Regions from separate parts of the Anas platyrhynchos genome. Here region 2 is linked to region 1. The links are chromatin contacts, called in public Hi-C maps. All regions are on one chromosome and are shown on one strand. The core of a region is the stretch at or near the end of the contact, and the rest is flanking DNA. Distances in the headings are between cores, read along the strand shown.

The links. Hi-C and Micro-C count contacts between places; a contact is called where the count stands out from the background.
Region 2: a Hi-C map of subcutaneous adipose tissue shows a contact between it and region 1, with 4 times the contacts expected there. The contact joins two enhancer-like sites. A contact is called at or near these places in 2 of 8 Hi-C or Micro-C datasets (F1 follicle and subcutaneous adipose tissue).

What each region holds. Positions count from the first base shown.
Region 1 is chr15:13,707,509-13,713,490 of IASCAAS_PekinDuck_T2T, reverse strand. No RefSeq gene overlaps it. Among named protein-coding and RNA genes, the nearest start is that of FOXL3, 24 kb to the right of the region's middle. Within about 2 kb of position 2,685, at least 1 of the 8 cell types and tissues checked has an H3K27ac peak or open chromatin away from gene starts, as enhancers often do. A contact at or near this core is called in subcutaneous adipose tissue, where this site is marked.
Region 2 is chr15:14,063,093-14,069,074 of IASCAAS_PekinDuck_T2T, reverse strand. It overlaps DNAAF5 (dynein axonemal assembly factor 5), which reads right to left. Exons shown (of 14, transcript XR_011803624.1): 11 at 4,647-4,803; 12 at 2,631-2,822; 13 at 1,936-2,152; 14 at 676-835. Among named protein-coding and RNA genes, the nearest start is that of SUN1, 6.7 kb to the left of the region's middle. Within about 2 kb of position 3,359, at least 1 of the 8 cell types and tissues checked has an H3K27ac peak or open chromatin away from gene starts, as enhancers often do. A contact at or near this core is called in subcutaneous adipose tissue, where this site is marked.

The DNA of each region.
Region 1 (5,982 bases), core at 1,436-3,935:
GTCCTATGGGTATGGCTGACATCTTCTTTGGATGTGTTGTTCAGTTATCTAAATGATGAGTAGAATATCAATCAGCTGTGATATAAAGTAGCAGACTACCAAATTGCCTTAACATTTTTTTTTTTCTAATATTTGAATATCTTCCATGTAGAGTCTTCGGTATGATCACAGCCCTTGGAGGAAAAAATGATTCTTTTAAAAGCACAAATACTAGATCAAGGACTTGATATATCCAAGGGATCTTTTTCTGCCCTGAGCAAGGGTGAAAACTCCAAAGCTCCAAAGCAATGGAAATCTCCAGAGATGTCCACGCCAAATAGGTTCTTGCCTGTCCTTATTCAAAAGGTAAATACAAAATCCTGAAGGCATACCCTAGAATTTCAGCTCTTACATATTATTTCATGTGTGGTAATTGTTAACCTGTTTAAATGAGTCAGTTTCAGTAAGAGATTCCAGTGCTATTCCTCTCTGATCCTTCCTGTGTGATTTATATTAATTGTTCAGGAAAGCCAATATAAAAATACTGGCCCCTTGAGACCACAGGCTTTGTGGCAGTGGCAAACACAGCACAAATAACTGGTTGTATATGGCTTAGGAGTGGGCATGTACTCTTACGCAATTCAAGTGGCCAGAAGCAGAGTATTTTACTCTTTCAGCTTAGGGCATCTGTCCAGGAATTACATGTTAAAGGGTTGAGAAGTGAAATCCACTGGAGTTACTGATGTGCTGTTGTTGTTGGACTCGCAGGGAAAGATTTCAGCCAAGATTCCTCCTCAGACATAGAGATCAATTTAACTGATGGCTCCTTTCTTGGAATCATATTGCATCAAACATTTGAACTGCAGACAGTTCCTGCTCTGAAACAGGCCCGATCTGCGTACACAGACACAGCTACTGCGGGGAAGGCTTTGCACTGAGCAGGACACAATCGTGGATGCTTGGACCAAGCTCTCAGCCAAGGTGAACTGGCATGGTCTTATGGAGATTTCTGCAGTTCACAGTGGCTGTTTGACTTCTTAAGGGCTACCTGAGGATATAAGGACAGATCGTGGAGTTTGGGACAGATAGGGTGGATTCATAGGCAGAGTGAGGCTCTGTGAGTTGCCTGAGATGGTGCAGTCTGGCCTTTTGTTTTCATGTGTTTGCCCCCAAGCAGAGGCAGCAGTAGGTGTTAGCACAGCTATTTTAAAATCTGACTTAGGTGATGTTTCATTTCACCCAAGCACCTCAGTTACCCCCAGATGTTGATGGCAATAAGAAGTGCAACAGCCATAGCCTGCTTGCCAGAATGCAGATGGCCACCACCAAAACAGTAGCAAAAGAAACTGGGGAGAGGCCAGGTGGTCCCTAGAGGCATAGCAGTGTGCTACTACAGCTGTGAACGCAAATGGGTGATGGCAGGGTTAAAGTGCTTTATGGGGGGCTTTCCTGCTAAATCTGCACCTGTCTGCTCATACATATCTGCACAGTAGATTGAGTGCCTGGGACATATAAATAAACTGCTTCCTGGCAGGTCATTTGAGATGGTGTAGGATGGTATGTTTTTATATCATTCCTTCCAGTTCTGGAGATATGAGCTGATCTAATCACTGAAGATAAGCAACATCAGGTCTGGTCAGTATAGAGATGTGAGGGATCTCCAAGAAAAACACAGGTGCTCCAGGAAATGCCGTTGCTGATCCAGCACTGCAGACAACGCTGCATGGAGCTTCTGGATCATGGCTGCAGCGGCAAAAAATCCTTCAGGAGAGCCATAAATCCCTGGCACTTCTCACAGGAATGGGGTGTTAACTCCTGTGTGCATGCTGTCATGTTGTAATTCCTGTATGAGAGAGGAGCTCCAGCTCCACGCTTCATCCCATGCTACAGCTGATGTACTGGCGTGACTACTATGAGTGCTCTTGGAGCCCTTCGCCACGGCTGTAGCATGTGTCTAAGGTGACACACAATGTGCATCATGATTTGTCTGCCTAAAATACCATCTGCAGCCTGTTCCTTGCCCCTTCTGCTGCCCCTGCACAAGCTGCACACTGTGGCCAGTGCAAATCAGCACCCTGCTCCGCCCTAGGGGAGGATGAATGTCAGTATTGAACTCTTACTTCTGCACAATGGAAGATGATAGAGGTTTATTATTACCTCTTGAAATGATGTTGCAATATTGGTCAGTCAGCACTAGCAACTGACTCCGGATTTATTCTCCTTTCATGTTTTGGGAGAAATAGATGGCAAAGCAGTACTTTGGAGAGGAAGTAATTTATTTAATTATTTTTTTATTTTTCTTCTAGAAATTAGACTGGTAGAGAAATATCTGACCTTACTGGAACATTTAGGCAACTTTTGTGTTTTGAAGTCTCCCTCATTTGCTAAAAAAACTCGAATGTTGCAATTTTCTCAGTTCTGAGAATATAGCCTTCTGTGAATTAACATTTCACAGAAGCTGCAATTATGCGTTTTGGAGAAGGAAAAGGTGGGAGGGAAAAAAAAAAAAAAGTAAAGAAGATATTCAAAGAAATCTCGGAATCATCTGCAGTCCTCACCGGATATGTGAGGATAAAAAGTGGACGCAGTTTCTAGTAAAGTAGCTGTGGCAGTTGATTTCTCCAGACAGAAAAATAGAGCTATATTATGCCACAAGGTAGACTGAACAGCAGCCCAGTTTGTAGTTTGAATGGCTTGGGAGCTTCCAGAAAAATCTTTTGTGTCAAACCTTTACTACTATTGCCACCAAGTGGTGAAATCCTACAAAAGGCTCCTCTGGCTGCCGCAAAATTTATTTCTCCTTTCTGGATTGTCACATATGAACTGTATTCCAAGATATTTAAAGGCAATTATCTGGTACTCCACTTTTAACCAGCAATGTCATGGGTACTCCAGCAACAAAAAGTTTTTGGATCCAGGGGAGCTCCCCTAGCCCCTTTTCCCTGAGGATGTAGATGGGCACATCAAGCAGCGCTCCTCTGCTAACCCCCTGGCACTGCTCATGAGGACACGTCACAAGGCTGGCAAGATGAAGCTGGTGCAATAACCTCCATCACATGCAATGCTATGTTGTCGATGACAAGGAAAGGGATGAAAGGAAACCTGATAGGACTGAGACCGCAGGGTGATTTTCCTGGCATCTGTCTGCAGATCTCTGCGCTCAGCTTTGCTTCTCCTTAAAACATGTTTAATAGAGATTTTTGGAGAGGGGAAGAGCAGACAGGTGCCTTACTACTACTACAAGCCTACAGGACTGTATTTAAGCTTCCAAGTCTGTATTTTGGTTATTTCACCAGTTTGCCTAATTCTTTAGGCAATGGGTTAGGAAATCCTCCTTCAGCATGTGTTCCACTTGGACACTCTTTCCCATTTACATTCAGGTCTGGTTCCTCCATGACACTGTAGCAGAAAAGCAGTTTTCAAGTCATACCTACCTACCTAACCCCAATTTTTCTTCCAGTTAATCTTGGCCTCTGTTCCGCCTTTTTTCCTTAGTCATATAAAACAGCCAGTTTTCAAGGGCCCAAACTAAGGTACAAGTTTTGCTTGTCTCCCCTTTGCATGGCCAGCGGCCTGAGCTGAGATCAAGGGTAAGGGCAGGCACTGTGACTCATTTTCCTGTGCTGGGAGCTAGATCTGCAAATAAAAGTATCTAAAGTGTCTGACACGTCAATCTCTACAGGTAGTTTAATGCATCTACCATTTGCCACATACACAAAGTATTGTTTAATGGTTCCTTAGGTGTGTATTTTGGTATTTGTTGTTGTTGTTTTTTGTTTTTTGTTTTCTGGATGGGACTGGGTTTATCTAATTTTAGTGTCTACATTTAGTCACCCTACATCCCTTTTCACAAACATTTATCGAAATGAGCACTTACGGCACCTTTCAGCTGATCTAGTTGAGAAAGCAGCATTAAGAGATGAATCATGCTTAGACAGCGATGAGTGTCTTGACTACATCTTGCTTAATAGTAAAGGAAACCCAAAGGGGGATATTCTATGTAGACACCATACAGCTGCATTTATCTGCATCCAGCCTACTGCAATGAGCCCCATCTTCAGTCAGTCCTCCCCTCTAGTCCTTTGCAAGAGATGTCACTGGAAGCTTCATCTTTGGCTTAACTCAGACCAGACCAAGCTGACCCTGTCGTTCTCCTGAACAAAGAGGTCCTCCAGGCGTCGTCCGAGGATGGCTCCTGGGCTGCTACGTTCCCACCCACCATGGGAACAGCCTGTCCCCTTTGCTGCCAAACAGCTCCAGCGCCTGCCCTCCTGCTCTCTTAAAAATTTCAACATGCAGAAGAGCCACTGATTGATAGACATGGGGGCATGAAGGACCTCTGGTGGTTCTGGGGGCAAACTGGGGAAAAACAAAGCAAGCTGGGGGAGATGTTGGGTTGGATTGAAGTGAAAAAGGCTTTTGGAAATTTTTTGATGAAATAAAGTGAACCTCCCCCACCTCTGAAATTTTTCTTTTTGGTTAACCAGACATGTTTTTGTTTGTCTTTCATTTTCAGGCTATTTATCCTTCTCAAGGCTTGTGAAGTGATTTTCATGAAATGAAAACCGCTGTTTGCAAAACAAGAAGTCAAGGAGTTTTACTCTGGGAGGCATCAAAAACAAGAACTGCAAAGTTTTTCAAAATAAAATGTTTCATATAAGAAAAAATTGAAATAATCTATTTTGAAATTCATTAAAGTTATTCCTTTATTTTTTTCCCTTCCTTTTGACGGAAAAGATTTCAGTTTAATTTTTGTCCCGTAATTTATTTTCTATTCTGTCAAAAATTAGCAATTGACTAGTTTGAAAAATGATCAGATTGGGATGTTCTAAACCCTTACAGCCCTTAAACTGGTAAATATCTGTGTTATAGGTGCTAAAGAGCAAAAGGAGAGGCTATGAAGAAAATAAAACCTTTCTACTATCCCGCATTTATCTGTTGATTGATGTGTGCTATCACCCAGACACCACTGCCACTGTAACGACCTTTTTTTTTTTGAAGCTGGCTCATTCATCTATTTTAGAGCTGCTGATCATTTCTCAACCACAGCAGGTGGCTCAGCCATGTCCTAGTACATGGCTCTTTGGCCCCAGAGCTGCTTTGCTACCCTTACCTTCCCCTTGCCTGATGATGCCGATGGTGCCTTTTTTATGATTCACATCATGTTCTGACTTCTGCCAACAAGCAACCGCTCTTCTGCCCATATCAGCTCCCATTAGAAAAGTTTGGGGTGGGGTTTGAATCTTTTTTTTTTCCTATTATTATTACATATATATATATATATATATATATATTAATAAAATATATCCATGGAACTCTCTGAGTGTTTATAACAACCAGGAAAAACAACAACAACATTTTACTGAGAAAGCCTGCGAAAAGTCTCGTCAGAAGATAATAGGGCTTTAATCACAGCAAGACTCACCCTTTTGAACTGCACTCATGAGCAAAAAAGTACATGAGGCAAACACAGTCTTTGGCACATCTACATGGAAAAACTTCAGAGCACTCCACAGCTTGGCCTCCTGAGTGCGAGTCTGAGCTCTTGCTCTGTCAGTCTGATGGGATTTTTTACTACAAGTTGTTTTTTCAGTTGTTCCGTTTTTGGGAGAGTGGGGATCTCTAGCTGCCAGATCCAAAACTGTGTATGATCTTACTGAGCAGTCAATGAAAAAAAAAAAAAAATCCCTTTCTATACTTGGTAATGAGAGAGTTGTTTCTTTCTTCAGGCTTTAGAGAGTTGTCTTTGGGTTGGGTTTTGGGGAGGTTTTAATGACAGTGGTTGAACGTCATGATGGATTCTCAGCTAGAACTGTTAGAAAAAAATCCCTTAAAATAAATGGCAATGTTATCACAGCATCTCAGAAGCATTGACCATGCTAAAGATACTGTTCTCAGCAAGGAAAGCTGCTAGTAGTGAACTTAGCAACTATTCCAGCTGAGACAACATTAGGAGTTTCTTTTCCCTCTTTAAGAGCTGAACTTCAGCAGTGTGATACCAGC
Region 2 (5,982 bases), core at 2,110-4,609, 350 kb before region 1:
AGTACACATAATAGCTGATATAGCAAGATGGAAAAAAAACCACCATACACTTCAATCGTGTACCTCCTGACACAGCAAGAGGTTGCTGAAGCAAGACTTCAGGTTGTATTGAAAGAATCGGTTGCTTTGCAGAGCTTTGAAATCCTGTTTTTTTGAGAATAAGGTGTTGAATGAAATCTCAAGAGGGCTCTGCTAAGATGGCTATGTAGTCCATTTCCAGTCTAATTAGATTGGATTTTTAATGATTGATGAGACTAAGAAAACAATTTCACAGAAACACAGAATAATTCCGGCTGGAACGGACCTCTGGAGATCATGTAGTCTAAATCCCTGCTCAAGCCGAGTCAGGTAGAACAGGTTGCCCAGGATGTATTAAGTCAGGTTTTGAATATCCCCAAGGGGTGGAGACTCCATGACTTCTTTATTCAATGTAATGTTTCCTAGTGACTTGTATTTACTGTACATTGTAAGAATTTCTGATGGCCTTCTCGTTATATTGAGCTACACATTATTAAGTTATTAGTCAACTAAAATGCTACTCAGTAAAGGAACAGTTATAGCTTTTCTTTTCATGAAAACTTCAATGACACAGTGTAATTGATTTAAAATTAGCATCCAGTTCTAGAGAAACGACAAAGAGCTTTTAGATTGCTAAGAAAGTACTCATTTATTCAGTATCTTTAGTGTTATTGTCCCTTTTGATAGGGTTTTCAAAACAACCCAGTATTTTATGGAGGAGTAGCCACAAGTTTTCATAACTTTGCTTTTAAGATAGAAGTAGGTCTTGCTTTGTGTATCTCTTTTCTCTCAAATGTTTCTTCGAGATTGCCAGTACCTATTGATGCAAACAGACCATGGTTTGGTACAATTAAGTCGTTAAATCTGAAAAAGTAGTTATCTCAGAAGGATAAGCAAACATGAGGAGTACTCCTACATCATAAGGAGTATTCCCAAACCTTGAAGAGCCTGTTCTTAGACTTGATACAAAGCCAAGGTACTTGGGAGGTAGAAACAAAAAATATTTTCTGCCTATAATACTAATAATTTTAAAAAATCAGGAACCTGCTTTTCCATGATTTTTGTGTGTGCAATAAATAGCACTGTACCCCAGAATGACTCAGACAGGAATCTAAGAAGCCCACTTTATTACATAGCTAAGAATGCGAGAAAACTCCACAACTTGTACACTACAAAGGTATTTAAAGAAATGCTTTAACCTAATATTGGAGAATTTCACTTCAAAGTAGTATGCAAACAAATGTTGTTTGCCTTCCAAGGCACTGTAGTATAAACATAAAAGATGCAGATGCTGTATATTTAACAAAAACAATATAAATATTGTTAATCTAAGTGACAAAACAGCACATTTCCTTCCATTACAATCCTTAATTTAAAAAATGTTAGTTTTATTCTCAGTCATAACATGTAATACAATGACAATACAAAACATTCCTTTAGTGACACCTACTCAGAATATGTCCCCTATGTTATGCTAGTATAAGTACTCAGAACACCATGAAAATTCTGCTGCGCTATGCAACAGAAGTTTGGCTGTCTTCACTTCTGATAAAACTGTTCCTCACAGACCTGACTCTGCAAAGTCTGAATATCATCCAGTTTGAAATGCTCCTTAGAAGACTAAGTACTCGCTGAATTACATAAATTTAACATTACACTATTATTTTTTAAAATAAATTATCTTTCTCAAATATAAATAGTATCAGATTCCTCAAAAATATTCCTCTTTTAAACCTTGTACCTGGAAAAGTTTCAATGCAACGTGAATTTAAACATTGTCTTATTGCTAGGAAAAGAAAAAAAAAAAATAACCACCTTCACATGGCAAAGAACATAGAATTGTGCTAACCTGAGTTTTAAATGAACTAATACTGAACTTATGAAGGAAAAAAAAAATCTATTTATTGCTCAGCCTACCTTAAGAAAATGAAAATATGAAACCAATCCAGATCAAACAGATTTCACATGCAGTTCACTAAAAAATCAGCATTGATTCATAACAGTGGTTCTTTGGCTGACTGAATGTGATGTAGTAGTTGATTACAATAGACTGGTGTTCGATGCTTATGTATAATCACTTCAATTTCTCTCACAAGCAGTTCTGGATATAAAATGCTGCCTTCTTTTAAAGCATCTGTAAAACAAAATATGGTTTATAAAACATTAGCTGCTCTGTCTTTCTCTGTCCAGGTTCCCTCAAAGTAGCTGAAACCTAACCTGGAAGTTTTCTGTTAGTTGCGCAATCATGAAAAACTAATTCCCCTCTCATTTACTGAAGTCTGCATTTTGATATCTATATGCTTGAATGCATAAACGGATACACCAATAAATTCCACAGAATTTATTAAGAGATAGGGTATGGTCACATCCTGCAGTGGTTAGTGTCTATGGTCCATATCCTGTCTACTGTTTATACAGGGTTCTGATACATCAGATATGCTCATATTCCGACTCTAGTGAATACTAGATAAAACATTCTGCATACAGGTGAAAGGTCTGAGCTCATACTCACTGCAACTAGTCCCTAGCAGTAAGAGTTTTCAAGTGTTACATGGAAGTAGCATTCTTTGTAAAGCATTGTCAAAAAAAATATATATGACTGAAAGTCTTACTTAGGACTGCATTTTGAGTATCTTGATCTTGGTCATCCAGATGTATCAACAGTTCTTGATACAAAATCTCAATATTACTTTTCATTACAGATTTCATATCACTGTCTTTTACACAATTAAACCAATTAGTTAAGGTGCGAGCAGCTGCCAGTCGTACATCACGTGAAGCATCATCCAAACGCTTTAGGACTTCTGCAAAGGAACAAATATACAACCAATCATCACTATTAACAGAGAAGTTACCTTTTTATTTTTATTTCAAAACACAAATTTATTTTGTAATCACTGAAATTGTTGTTGCATTTATATACATGACATCTTTCTGTCTTTTGAACTTGTGGAATACATGTATATTCTTCCTAAAAGCATGCATAGGATTGTTATTGGATTGTTTTCTAAAAGTTAATTATGTTGTCAAAATATTAAAATACATTTATTAAATTATTTAGATTAGTTGGCTAACACACTCTACCTTCATACCAATATGATACTAATAAGTTTTAGAGAAAGTATCTCTATTTGGCAATACAGCACTGCAGATTAGTAGTTTCTTCCTCTTTTTTTTTTTAAAACCTACCCCACACAACATGGAGAACGATGTGACTACCATTTATATAACACATTACTGTTCTACTTTCACTATAGTTAAAACATTATTTCACATAGTCTAAACTAGGAAGCAAGGCAGATGAAATACTGGTAAGCCTTGGAGACAATAACACTGACTAAAGTTCCATCTAGTGGTCTAATGTATAATAACATCGGGAATACTTCAGCTCAGTTCTGCTCAGCTGGTAGCAAGGGCATATAAAAATGATATTAGCATATCAGCAACAGAATATCTTAATAAAATGAAATGTTGCAGTTGAAAAGCTAGTACAGAAAGGGCCTGCAAGAAGCAAGTGCTGTTGGAGTCATACTTAATACCTACTCACGTGTGTTAACATCTTGATTCTTTAAAATGCATACCTGTACTTTATATACTTTATGCAGTCTCACTTGGCAGTAACAAATCATAGAATCATAGAATCATAGAATATCCTGAGTTGGAAGGGACCCTTAAGGATCATCAAGTCCAACTCTTGACACCGCACAGGTCTACCCAAAAGTTCAGACCATGTGACTAAGCGCACAGTCCAATCTCTTCTTAAATTCAATCAGGCTCGGTGCAGTGACCACTTCCCTGGGGAGCCTGTTCCAGTGTGCAACCACTCTCTCTGTGAAGAACCCCCTCCTGATGTCAAGCCTAAATTTCCCCTGCCTCAGCTTAACCCCGTTCCCGCGGGTCCTGTCGCTGGTGTTAATGGAGAAAAGGTCTCCTGCCTCTCGACACCCCCTTACTAGGAAGTTGTAGACTGCGATGAGGTCGATTGTTAATTGATTGTTAATTGATTGTTATGCTCTGGTAAAAGACGTATTCAAGTGGAGAGAATATCTGTCCAGGCATGTCTTCATCTCCGCAGGATTAAGATGTTAAATTGCCTCTCATATACAAAACTGTTGCTGACCGTATGATTTTGCCCAATCTACTTTTTCCACTTTTTTTTCCCCCACTTTTCCTTAATTTTATATAAATTACTATATAAAATTACTCTAGGGGATACGTACCCAAATAGTTAAAACACCAGATAAAAGAACAGAACCATAGCACTAGAATATGTTTATGGGAGTAAAATAAACATGTGTGAGAAACCAAGTCAACATGAAATCTACACCTGTTTGTAAAGGCTTTTTTGCTCTTCAGGTAGTACTAAAGCCATTAGACATAGCAGATTTGTCATTTCTTAGTCTGTGTTAGTACTTTCATTGCTACCAGCTGCAATTAAACTGCAGGTGAGGTGGACAACCTTTGGAGTGAATCCTAAAGCTCCAGAGAGAATCTGCTTACTGCTCCAGAACGAGGACTTTTTATCATTACAAACAAAGCTTCTATGACACTTCAGGAGAAAAAGTAAGTGTAATTTTTCAATATGGAGATGTGCCTCCATCATAAAACCCCAAAACTCTCACACTTACCTGGGTAAATCTTGGTAAGCTGGTCTTCATCAAACTGCCTCCCACAGACTTTTAAAAAAACACCAACAATACAGCAACCCATCAGTCGACTAATTTTAGAGTCTTCATCCATGGCAGCAATAATTTCGGGCATTAGCACATCTTTGACTTTCAAGGTCTAGAATTAACAAGAAAAGCATATAAAAACCAACAGCTTTTCAGTCTCTCTGAAACAATGTGCTTATTGGTTACATCAGTTATCATTAGATCTGACAGATACTGGCTTGCACAATTTAAAAAGATAAAGTTAATTATAATTACACCTGAATCTCCTGATGTTAGCTTCATTTTTACCTCTAAAGAAGCTTGGGAAATGGAAAATCCACCAATAGAACAGCCATTTCATGAATACTCAGTATATATGCATGAGTTTTACATTATCTGTAAAAGCTTTAGTCTTGCTTGTCTTTTTATTAAAAAAAAAAAAAATCTTGGCAAGACTTTCAGTAATTTGGAGATGAGGATTATGTGTATGTACCAGTAGATGGTGCTCTTATTCCAAAAGGAAGCTTTTAAATAAAGATTTTAATACAACATTTTTAGTGAGTTTCATTATTTGACTTTAATATGTACATTTCATATACATTAATGTAAAAGGGTGTTTAGGTCCCCCACTGATTCAGAAAAACATTTAAACACAACAGTAGTCTCTGATGTTATTTTCATATACGTGAAATCAACCAGTTACATGTGTTTAAGCATTCTGTTCAATTAAGGTCTATTATAAAGGCAATAAAGATTATAAGCATTTAATAAAACTTAAAGTCCATTTGTTTTTAAAAATGTCCTTATATTGAACATTTTTCCTTCCACATGCCATTTTTGCTAGCAAACAAGCTTCAAAAACCTCCTCAGATTCAATTAATCCTTGATCACTACAGAACCTTACATTTCTTTAAGCATATTCCTTGCCAGCTCTCTATTTTAGTTTCTATAGATACCCTTCAAGTTCCATCTCAACTCCTCCTGCCCTTTCCAGGAATCTTTTACATTTTTTTCCTAAATGGACCTGTGGGTTCCAAGGCAACCAGACAAGTTGTCTTCACCACATTACACAAAAGCATGTACTGGCTAGCTCCAGTGCCGCTCTGCACGTACTGGCTAAGGGGCCAGTTATGTCAAGGGCCTGAGTATTTGGTGTCTCAGAACTGGCGTTATGCTAGAGCAGATCTACAAAATTTCATGATGGCAAGTTCTACACCATATAGCAGGTCTCAGGTCTTTTGTCAGGATATCACCCTCTCCTCACTTCTGATCATTTCAGTTATTAGCACTCAGTTGCAATTAATTTTATTAT